Regions from separate parts of the Mus musculus genome. Here all the other regions are linked to region 1. Evidence: chromatin contacts called from public Hi-C and HiChIP or PLAC-seq data. All regions are on one chromosome and are shown on one strand. The core of a region is the stretch at or near the end of the contact, and the rest is flanking DNA. Distances in the headings are between cores, read along the strand shown.

The links. Hi-C and Micro-C count contacts between places; a contact is called where the count stands out from the background. HiChIP or PLAC-seq counts read pairs in DNA pulled down with a chosen protein or histone mark.
Region 2: a Hi-C map of muscle stem cells shows a contact between it and region 1, with 3 times the contacts expected there. The contact joins the enhancer-like site here to the promoter of Cthrc1 in region 1. A contact is called at or near these places in 6 of 39 promoter capture datasets (the 3T3-L1 cell line, cancer-associated fibroblasts, cranial neural crest and 3 more), 2 of 15 datasets of contacts at CTCF or cohesin (both in the NIH/3T3 cell line), 20 of 484 Hi-C or Micro-C datasets (3T3-L1-derived adipocytes, the AML12 cell line, the N1E-115 cell line and 13 more), 8 of 115 datasets of contacts at active chromatin or transcription factors (cardiomyocytes, craniofacial prominence, embryonic fibroblasts and 5 more) and 2 of 9 other capture datasets (adipose tissue and liver).
Region 3: an H3K4me3 HiChIP or PLAC-seq map of embryonic stem cells shows a contact between it and region 1, with 26 read pairs. The contact joins the promoter of Rims2 here to the promoter of Cthrc1 in region 1. A contact is called at or near these places in 6 of 39 promoter capture datasets (the 3T3-L1 cell line, the SN4741 cell line, cranial neural crest and 3 more), 5 of 484 Hi-C or Micro-C datasets (the AML12 cell line, embryonic stem cells and stem cell-derived neural progenitor cells), 6 of 115 datasets of contacts at active chromatin or transcription factors (embryonic stem cells, epiblast stem cells, forebrain and 1 more) and 2 of 9 other capture datasets (adipose tissue and liver).

Annotation. Positions count from the first base shown.
Region 1 is chr15:39,075,298-39,078,753 of GRCm38.p6, reverse strand. Cthrc1 (collagen triple helix repeat containing 1) reads right to left here and starts at 1,822. Exons shown (of 4, transcript NM_026778.3): 1 at 1,595-1,822. The coding sequence starts at 1,750.
Region 2 is chr15:38,949,887-38,953,342 of GRCm38.p6, reverse strand. Baalc (brain and acute leukemia, cytoplasmic) reads right to left here. Exons shown (of 2, transcript NM_080640.6): 2 at 2,079-3,456. Among named protein-coding and RNA genes, the nearest start is that of Baalc, 18 kb to the right of the region's middle. Within about 2 kb of position 1,777, at least 88 of the 459 cell types and tissues checked have an H3K27ac peak or open chromatin away from gene starts, as enhancers often do. A contact at or near this core is called in the NIH/3T3 cell line, adipose tissue, cancer-associated fibroblasts and 8 more, where this site is marked.
Region 3 is chr15:39,196,378-39,199,833 of GRCm38.p6, reverse strand. It overlaps Rims2 (regulating synaptic membrane exocytosis 2), which reads right to left and starts at 1,548. Exons shown (of 27, transcript NM_053271.2): 1 at 1,296-1,548. The coding sequence starts at 1,471.

The DNA of each region.
Region 1 (3,456 bases), core at 573-3,072:
TCCTGTGTTGGCCACCAGGGGGCAGAATTCAGTGGGAGCGTGAAAGACACGCTTTGAAAGCGCCTATACAAAGTCGCTTTATAGAATCTGTGGAAACCTTCCTAATGACTGTGTGGACTTTTTCTGACACCAGAACCAAATCCAATCTACAGGATGCACCTGAGCCTGGCAGCACAGTATGCTTTTCCAAGTTGGGGTAGAGTTGTGGTACTGTATAATCCTTAGAGGGGGAAAATGCTAGCTTTATGGGGAAATGACTATTTTATGTATCTTAACTACACATTCATAATACGCAAACTGCACACGAGCCACATTCATGTGGCACTTTTTTTTTTTTTAACAACTTAGGCACTCAAAATAGAACTGTAGCTCCAACACAGTATGCTTTTGTGGAGGAAAATTATATATCAGAGCATAAAACAACAAAACCCTACCACTGCTGCGTGAAACAGCAGGGATTTTCCCCCAGTGCTTTTGAATCAGTTTAGAACTAGCTGTCAAGGAGCTTGGTTTATTAGCTCAACTTAGAATGTCAGTGGAAGAAATTCAAATCTAAAAAAAAAATAATAATAATAAAATAAGTAAATGTCCCCTGTCCTTTATGTATCGCAGTGCCTGACAACCATATAGCTTGGTTTAAGGACAGAAGTTTATGATGTGCCAAAGACTACAAATCTATCGATGGCTGGCTTTTGAGTGGGACAGACAAACTCTCTGCCCTCCACTAGGTTTATTGACTTTTAGAGGGAAAGGTTTTAAGCAAACAGACTTTCCCACAGATTAGCCTCTCAGAAAGCCCTTGGGATATTTGCTTTCCTGGGAGCGCTTTCCTTCCCCTTAGCTTGAGTACAGTGTTCCTGACTGGTTAAGACCTGACTGCTCATCTGTTTTAAACAGATCAGGCAAAATGGGTCCTTGGAAGGGCTCCTAGTGGGGCCTTCATTTTTCCCCTTCAGCTTCAAAGCCTCTGACCACTCCTGGCTCAAGCTGTGGTCCTCTAAGGAGTAAACTGCAGTTCATATTTCCCAGGGAGATGACACAAAGTGATTCATAATCTTCAAGTTAGCTGAACAAATGCTTTGTGGGGGTTGTTAGCCTCTCCTCCAGGCAGACGTGGCCAGACCGTGGCCACTGGTCCTCACAAAGGACACGTTGCACAGCCTTGGCCCAGGGCCAAGCGGCCAGCTGGCCTAGGGTCTTCCTCGGGCTTTCTTTTGAAATCAACTGACTAACTCAATCTACTCCAGTTGCAGCCACAGCATCCCCCCACTTCTCCCAACGGTGGCCTCCCCTGGAGCCAGAAATTACTGGGCGACTTACACGGATTTGGGCATCCCACCTGACCCACGTCGGAGCATGTGGTGACCTCTCATGATCTCCCGTAGCGGTTCAAGACTCTGCTGCAGGCGTGCGTCAGATCCGTCCCCACACAGGTACACAGGCAGGACACTGAGGCACTCAAGCTTCTTAACGTGCTGCCCTACACTCACCCCTACGGTCAGCACCACCACCATCTATACTGATGCCCTCCCGGTGCGATCCTGGCTGAGTCTTCTCCTCCAGCACTGAGGTCAGGACCGACTCTCAGACTTACCAGGTCTACCACCTCCCTCTGCCGGATCAGCGCTTTTTGCTTCACCTTGGGGTTCTCAGAGGCGCTGATCGGTGCGGACAACTGTAGCAGCAGCAGCAGCACAAGGAAGAGACCGAGCAGCAGCTGCGGGGGGGCCGCGCGGCCTTGGGGGTGCATGGTGTGCGGTGGCTGCGAAGCGCGGAGCAGGAGGTAAAGGGGTCGGCAGGAGCCTGACCCTGCTCAGCGTCTGGCCCAGCCCTGCAGCCTGCCGCATCAATGCGCCTTTCACTGAGCGCCGCCCTCCCTTCTTCCCTCCCACCCCCTGGACGCCCGGAGCTTGCATACTGTTATAGGCCTGGGTCCCGGGTCTAGCCCGCCCCTCCTCCGCAGCTCCGCCCGCCCAGACCCCCGCGGGGTGCTGCAGAACCAGAGAGGAATGCAGAGACCAGGCAGGTTGACAGTGGTCAGAAACCACAGGTGGTGGTGGTGGGGGAATGGAGACCGCAACTCCTGAGTTTCTTAGAGGCACGTGTCTTAACTCGGCCTCAGGAATCACCTTCGTGTTCCTTCATTCCTAAAAAACTAAGGCTCATTATTTAAAAAAAAAAAAAAAAAAGTGACATTTGGGGTATTAAATGGAGAGAGCCAGAATATAACAGTCTATAAGAGTCCTATGACTCAAATAATCGATAGTGTTTGAGTGTTACCCCCTTCTAAACTCCAAAATGTAAAGCTTTGTTCACGTGGCCTCTTGGCAATCCTGTGGGGGACGATGCAGCCTGGAGTCTCCATTCATAGGTGAACTGAGGCTGGTAGAAAATAGCCAACATTCAGTGCTGGAGGTTCACTTTCACGTGCTTATTTCACATCAGATTAATATAGTTTGAAAAGTTCTATCCAACTTCAACCAGGAAAGCAGCCTCCAACTCTCTTAGGCACTCTCTGACGGGAAGCAAACGGGTGACCTACCTATCCAGGGAGAGGGAGAGGCGACCTCCACGCTCCCTCCATTCCTCCACGCCCAATCCCTAGTTTCATCCTGAGCTCTGCGCTAACTCCTGCAGCGGCTTCCACCACAGCCACCTCATCGCTGGTGGATCCCACAGATCTTCCCCTCCTAAATTCCCTTCCCCCACTCATTGCCCTGTCCTACCCTCCACCCCCAACTCCAGCCGGCACTCCCTGGGAACCCACAGGCCACACTGGGCAGGGACGCAGGTGGGCTAACTGCAGATCTTCACCTCTCCCTCTGCTTCTCAGAGTGGAACCCCTCAGTCTCAGCCCTAGGCTGCTTCTGCACCCATCTTCAGTGAAGCATACAGATCCCTGGCCCCCCACTTTCCTCCCGTCACTCAATGTTTTTCCCAAGCATCCAGCTCAGGCACACACTCATTGGGAACCTACAGGCTACCCCTGCACAACCAATTACAGCCAGGACGATAGGTCTCCACTAGAACCCACCAACCCTATCACAGCAGGCCCTGAGTATTACACCCTGGAAGCACACATAAAGACCTTAACATAGCCTATATGTGTATGCTAGAGGTCCTTAAAAAGAAAACATTAAATCCCTTAAAGAAGTCTATGAAAGCACAAACAATGGAAGGAAAGGAATACAGCCACTCAAGACCTGAAAGAGGAACTGGGATTGTTAAGGTCTTGGTAACTGTTACCCGTCTAACCTACCAGTTTGAGCTGTTCCTAATGTCACAAGGAAACTTTCTCATATGCTGTTACTTCTGTTACTAGGATGTTCTCGGAAACCAACACTTCCTGCACCTGTGTATCAGCCTTTATAGTATTTGCCTTTTAAGCTGCCCTTGGGATGGATCCCAACATAAGAGAGACACCTGTACCTATTTAGAATAAGACTTCCATTTTGA
Region 2 (3,456 bases), core at 528-3,027, 130 kb after region 1:
TGCACATGGTAGTTCACTACTACCTATAAACTCCTTCCTGGCAGATTCAACCAACATCTCCTGGCCTTCAAGGATACCAGGTAGCTCAGGCATACATCGGGCAAAAACATCCACACATATAGCAATATATAATAGACCTAACAGCACTTTAGAAAATGTTCTAAGAGTAAAGCTCTGACTCTTTTTCCTCCTGAGAGAAGGAGATAAAACCCAGGGAAACTACCTTCTCTAAACTGATGCAGGAAATGTTCTTATCACCAGTGACGGGAACTGTAGAGTGCTGCATGAATAATCTCACTATAGACACTTCAACAAGAAACTGGGGTGAGGGTGGAGGGTAGTAGTGAAGAAGAGGTTAGCAGGGGGTGGAAAAGGAATCTGAGAGAGTTGGGGGCATAAATAAGATCAAAATGCAGTCTATATTTTTTGAAAAGCTTTAATGTACTAGAAATTGGCAATAAAGTAGACATGGCCCTTGCTCTTGAGGAGATAATATTTTAGTAGAACAATAAAAACAATAAATAGACAGACAGACAGATGCAATAATTTCCAATTTCTGGCACATCAAAACTTTTTAATAAATATAGTACATGAAAGTGAATAAGCGCATACCTTTAGCTACTGGATCATACTTGCAACTTACCTCCTCAGAGAAATTCTCCAAGATTAGCTACTTCCCAGACTTGTGGAAATGATGAGGGACAATCTGTATTTGAAAGACCCTTATAAGAACAAGAAAACCAGATATTTGGAGAGGGGTTGCACAGCCATGCACCTCAGGCAGGTGACAAAGGCGGAGTTACTATATGTACGTCACACTGGTCTGCAGGCACCAGTTCTAGATATGCAGACATCAGCTCCAGCAAACTTGGTACCAAGGGACCAGGGACAAAGACCTTCCAGTTCTTCAAGAGAAAATGAATTAGGTTTGCTGATGAATTGTAACCTGTAAGAGTAGATTAAATAAAGCAGATGTATATTTCTTGGTTTCAGATGGCCTAAGTATGTACAGTTCTGGGCTCAGGGAGGTTGCATAGAACCAGGAACCCCGTCTTCTTCCGATTTGTTGCTCCGTTTGGCATAGCTTCAAATAGCTTGGTTGCTCCACTGCCAAGGACAGGTGACATACTGTCCCAATGGACCAGTATGTCTGCAGCTTTTCCCTCCACATTCTAAGCAGCAGGAGGAAAAGGAGACTCACAAGTGCAGTGCTTATTATAAATCAATGTATGATTGGCAGAGAAGGAAAGAATGTATATGGAGTTTTCAGTGAGGGGTGCCTGCTGGATCTATGTACATAGAATTCCAATGTTTGTACAGCAGGGCAGCTGAATAAACCATGCCTTTGATCTGATTTCAGCAAAACAGCCCCTCCTTGGAGACCCTGCTTAGAGAAACAGATATGGAGGAGAGGTCTTTCTGTGACACTGGGGAGCGGCCACAAATGGAGGTTAGTTGGTCAAATAGGTCTGAGTGCACTGGGGAGACGGGCAGCTAGAGGAACATCTTGTGAATGCAGGGCATTGGCTGCAACCTAGGTAGCCCTCAGTTCCTAATCTTTAGGCCCAGACACCTATTATAAGGACAGTTTATTCTTTCCTCAATTATGAACTTCTTTCCTGACCTTAACCCAGAGAGCCTTCTCATACAAGGCCAGGCTTACCCTGTCCAGAAGGCTAAGTGATCCCAGGCTGGCCCCAGCTCTCTAATCATAGCCCTCTCCAGTCATCCCCTGTCCTCCTAAGCTTGGGGTTGGCTCAGTTTCAGGGTATGAGACAGTTCTCCCTCTCGATATCTGTTTCAACTATGCTGGACATTCTGAGTCAGGTACGGGAATGGTGAGGAAGCACTGATCGTTGGCTGACATTCCTATCTGGCATCCCAGGTCACCAATTCCTGGCTAAAAAGTTATAAATCCCTCTGTAAGTGTAAGTTAGAGCTAATTGCAGCCCCCATATCTAGTTCATCTAATTCATAGGGCTGTTTGACTTATGTGAAACGCCTTTGTTTCAAAAAATTCTAACCAGCTGTGCATACAGATTTAAGGTTCCAGTAAAGAGCCTCTGTAACCATTCACATATGTTTGAAATTAATGACTTTATTGACACAAACTTCAGAATGGAAAGTGTTATCCCACTAGGATAGTAAGAGTCAGTTCCTGCTTTAAACACACATTTAAAACTTGCCAGATGGAAATTTCAATGGTGTGCCAGATCACAGGCCCTCCCTCCCTCCCTCCCTTCTCCTCGCAGAGTGAGAACGTGTTTCTGTATTTGCAGAGACAACTTTCCCAGATGGTAAATTCCAATGAGCTGAGGCAAACACAGAGTTGGGAAGAGAAGCCGGCCTTAGCCCATGGCCGATAGCATCAACTGGGGAAGCAGCATGTCAAAACACAGCGCACATGCCCTGGAGCGCAAGCCCTTGAGCTTGCAGGATTGGACCCATGGCCAACCCTGTGGAAGGACTCCTGCCCAGCAATGCCGCTGAGGACACAGGAGTCACGGGGCTTGCTTTTGTTTTATTAGTTAAATTGTCAGAACATGAAGTTCCCTAAAAGCCCTTTGACAAGGAGTCAAGATGAGAGAGGTTGGGGGTGGCGGGGGAACTGTGGTGTATACGGCAAAGGAGAAGACATACATCTGTGATTGACAGAAAGCTACCTTTACCTAAGTGTGAGATTCCACTGCAATCATTGGTCTTGTGCCACAGGGTCCGTGTCAGTCTCCTGAGTACCAAGCCTCCTCACAGAGTCAGAAGTACAGTCGTGACTTCCCGACTCCAAATCCCTCTGCGACTGTTACTGTAGCTGGCACAAGGTTGGCAGTGAATCTTAACACTAATAAACATACAGTCTACAGTTCTACTTGTGTTGGAGAAATAAGTCAGAGACAGCAGTGAGCATCTGCATCTTAATCCGCTTGGGTGACTTCTCTTGAACTGTCACGTAAGCATGCCGCCAGACTACTATTGCTGCTAGATGTGAGTTTGTTGGTACAGTTTGATATGACTTGGACCTTAATAAGCCCAAGCATGTTAACAGTCCTTTCAGACTCATGCTGTGTCATACTCTGCAGGAAGGTGTGCTTAGGAATGCTGGGGAAGGGTTCCTATCAAAGCATCGCTTTACCATGTTGGTGCCTGTTTTTCAATACAGTGAGTGCCTTGTTAGACTATGTCAACAGGAATATACATCAACCAGCCTCTGGCTTTCCAAACTAATTACTCTGCAGATACCAAAAATAACATGGTCCTTGGGGCTGTGTACAGAAGGGCCAAAGGGGTATCACGTGTGCCACCATGTGTTCCTAGGTCACTTTCCCCCCTGTGAGTGGTGTCCAGCTGCAAATGACCACCTGACTGAAGGTACAAAGCCCACCAGAACAATAGGGAACTGGAAAGCTATGGGGAAAAGCAACATGAAGCTAGGTCCCAAAGGGAGCAAAGGCCACAGGC
Region 3 (3,456 bases), core at 299-2,798, 120 kb before region 1:
CTGCTTCACTAAAATGTGAGAAGATGTACATCTAGACAAGGTGTGTTTTCATTTGTAAAAAAAAAAAATACTGAATTCAACAACCTGTTTTCAAAATAAGTGGTGAAGGTCAGTAAGCTATTTCTTTTCAAGGAGGAAGTCAACGCTTTTAGTTGTGTGTTTCTATAGCGATTATGGGAAAGTGTATTCGGTGACATGCAAGAGAACTGCCCTCCCTCTCTTTAGGCATATACAGGTTAATTTTTATAGTGAGTAACGACTTGGACAAACATTAAAGGGTTACAGATCTTTACAGATCCAGACAATGACTTTCCAGAAGCAACCGAGATATAAAAAATCATAAAACATTTAAAAGCAAACCTGTAGAAACAATCTCAGCTACAGTGCTACACTGACAAGGAATCCCAAAGTAAAGGAAAACTCATTCTGGACAGTTCCCTGGTGCTGAAGTTACACCGCCTCTAAACCGATGCTTGGGTGCTACTTTCACGCCTCCCACCCTCGCCAAAACCCCGCTGGCTGGACTGTGAGCAAACATAGTAGAACTTCACAAGCAGGGAGCAACCCAAACTGCCACGATGGTAGGAAGTGGAGTCTCCTCGGGATCCTACAGATTTACTAGTTGCAAACAGGAAGAACAGCAGCAGAGTGCAGGGTGTTAGCACCCGCCGAGGGGGAGGGGCTGGAAGATGGCGGCGGCCGCACACCCACCCGAGACGAGACGAGACCGCGCTTAGGCCCCCTCGCCCGCCCCGCAGCCTTCCTGTCCGCTGCGACCGTGGGCAGCGCAGCTCCTCCCGGGGCTGGGGACGGAGCCGGCCCTCGCAGGCGCGGGACGAGCGACCCCGGTGGCACCGGCACCCCGGGCCTGGGCGCTTCACCCGGGTCCGGCCCGGGAGCACCTGTGCACGGCCATATTGGATTCCTTGCCCCAGTCACTGCCTCCGCGCGGGGGCGGCGGGAAAGGAAATGGGACGCGAGGAGCCAGGGTTCAGCCTCATCCCGGGAGCCGAAGTGGCCCGCGGGGAAAGCCGGAGGGCGCCGGGGAAACCGCCGCCTCCCCGAGCTCGCCACCGTCACCTCAGCCGGCCTCGGCGCCCTCCCTCCGCGACACACACCCCCGCGGCTGACAACTAGAAAGCGACCCTGGCGGCCGCGGGCCGCAGCCCTCGTGGCCCCCGCGCCACCGGCGGGGAGGAAAGGCGGCGATCCCCGGCGCGCGGGCGGTCGCGGGGAAGCGGCCGAGGGGGGCGGAGGGCAGGGAGGGAGGCGGGAAGATGGAGCCGGGTCCTTACTTGAGCACGGACTGCTCCTTCTCCTCTTCTTTCTTCTGACGATCCATGACAGCCAGGATGATTTTCCTCTCCTCTTCCGTGAGGTGGCTGAGGTCCGGCATCTCGGGCTGCGGAGGAGGTTGAGAGGCCGCCGGGGTGGGAGCCGGGCGGCCCCGGGGCCCGAGCGGAGCCGACATGTTTGGCGGAGCCGAACCACCCTAGGGAAGCAGGGAGGCAACTCCGCTGGCAGCCGCGGCTCGGGCGCGGGCGGCTGGGGCAGCCTCCGGGGCTGGGACAAATGCATACAAATCAATGGCCTTCAATCCGAGGCGACAGCCCCCCTCCCCCAGGAAAGAAGGCAGGGGGAGGGGAGGGCCGAGGGGGGAGGGCTGAGGAGTGCGCTCGGGGAAATGTTTCTTCTTCCCGGGGGCGAAGGGCTGCCAAGTGAGCGGTTCGCGGGAGCGAGGAGCTGGAGGCCCCGACGCCGAGTGCGCGGAGCGGCGGGGGAGGGCGGTGGAGTAAGGTGGCGGGGACGGCTGAGGGTGGGGTGACTGGAGGGAGGCGGCCGCGGGCCGGGGCGCGAGTGTCCGGCGCGGCGGCGGAGCGGAGCGGGAAGCGCTGCCCGCGAGCCCGACCCCTGGGGAGTCCCGGGAACTCGCCCCGAGCGCCCGGAGGCGGCGAGAGCGGCCGTCCCGCCGGCTGGCGCGTCACCGGGCTCCGGGGCTCCGCGAGGGAGGACCCCTCCGGGAACCACGAGGCGCGGGCTGCGGCAGGGGACCCCAGCCCCCACCCCGGCCCCAGACGGCCGATCTTCCGGCCCGCGGCCCGCGGCTGCCAACGCCCGGACCCAAGTGAGCTCGCGCGCGCCGCGGGGCCGGCCGCCCGCCGCGCCTCATCACGCGCCCGCCCGGGGTCCCGCCGCCGCCGCCCCCAGTGTCCGCGGAGTCGGCGCGGCGGGCCCGCTAGGTGCACTCGCCCGCGCCGCCTCTGCCTCGCCGACTCTTCCCGCCGGGCCCGTGTCCCCTGCGAACCGCCCAGGCCCGGACTCGGCCGACGCTCGCCCCGGACCCTGCTAACGGCTGGGGCGGGGCGGGGAGCTGTGAGGAGCAGGGCGGCGAGGGAGCGGGCGCCCCGGGGTGCGGGGCTGTGGGCGGTGGGGGCGGGAGGATCTCAGGTGGCTGGCGCCGAGCCTGAGGGACCGGGCGCCCCCCGAGCTGTCCCGGGCGGGGTACTGGACCCTGGACGAGGGAAGATCGGAGCAGGTGGGTGTCCCTGCGGTGTCAGCGGCCCGGGACTCGCAGCGGGGAAGAGCCTGAGGGAGTGGAAAGGACCTGGGCGGGAGTGCGGAAGTTCTGGAAAACTGGGTTGTCGGTACCCGCTGCACGGAGAGGTACAGAAGACAGGATGCTGGGGCGGTTTGCCCGAGGCGATTGGAAGGTGTAAGAGGGAAAGGGTCAGATCACGTCCCCGGAGGAATCGGGCCGTTCAGCCCCTTTCTGCCGGTCACTCTAATCTAGAGAAGAGTCGTTATTGGAGCGTTAGCCTGATTTTAGAAAGCCTGGAGACAGGCTCAGTCAAAGAACAGAAGAAAACCGACTCCAATAGGAGGGAGGTGGCCACCACCGGCGCGGGCTCTCAGAGAAGCCCAGCGCAGCCCAGACAGCTCTCCCTCGGGGCGGGGCGAGCCAGCTGAGGTGATCTGGATCACCCCCTCTTCCTCTTCCTGCCACTAGACAGGTGCTTGGTTAGCAAGGTTACAGTGTTCGTGCGTGTGTATGTACACACCCCTACCACGCCTTCCACACTCGCACTGCTTAGTACTAGGCCAGGTTATAGGCTGGTGAGTAAAACCTTCGGGGTTTGTATTGTATTTACGTGTAGTAAGCTCTCTCCCTCCTTTGTTCCCCAGGTACCATCTGACTAGTCTCAGTTTGAGAGAACTGGGAACAGACAAAGCGGCACTACATGTCTCTTGTGATTTCTAAGCTGAAATATCTATATTGTTTTTCTCCCATCCTTTGTAACTAGAAAGAAAAAAATGGAAACGTTTGCTTATGTTTTGTTTCATATTATTATTACTACTGTTCATTGCTACTACCATTCACCTGTTTTCAACCGGATTCATAATCCAAATTAGCTTTCACTGCTTTGTGCAAACCAAATGAGATCATATTAGCCCAAT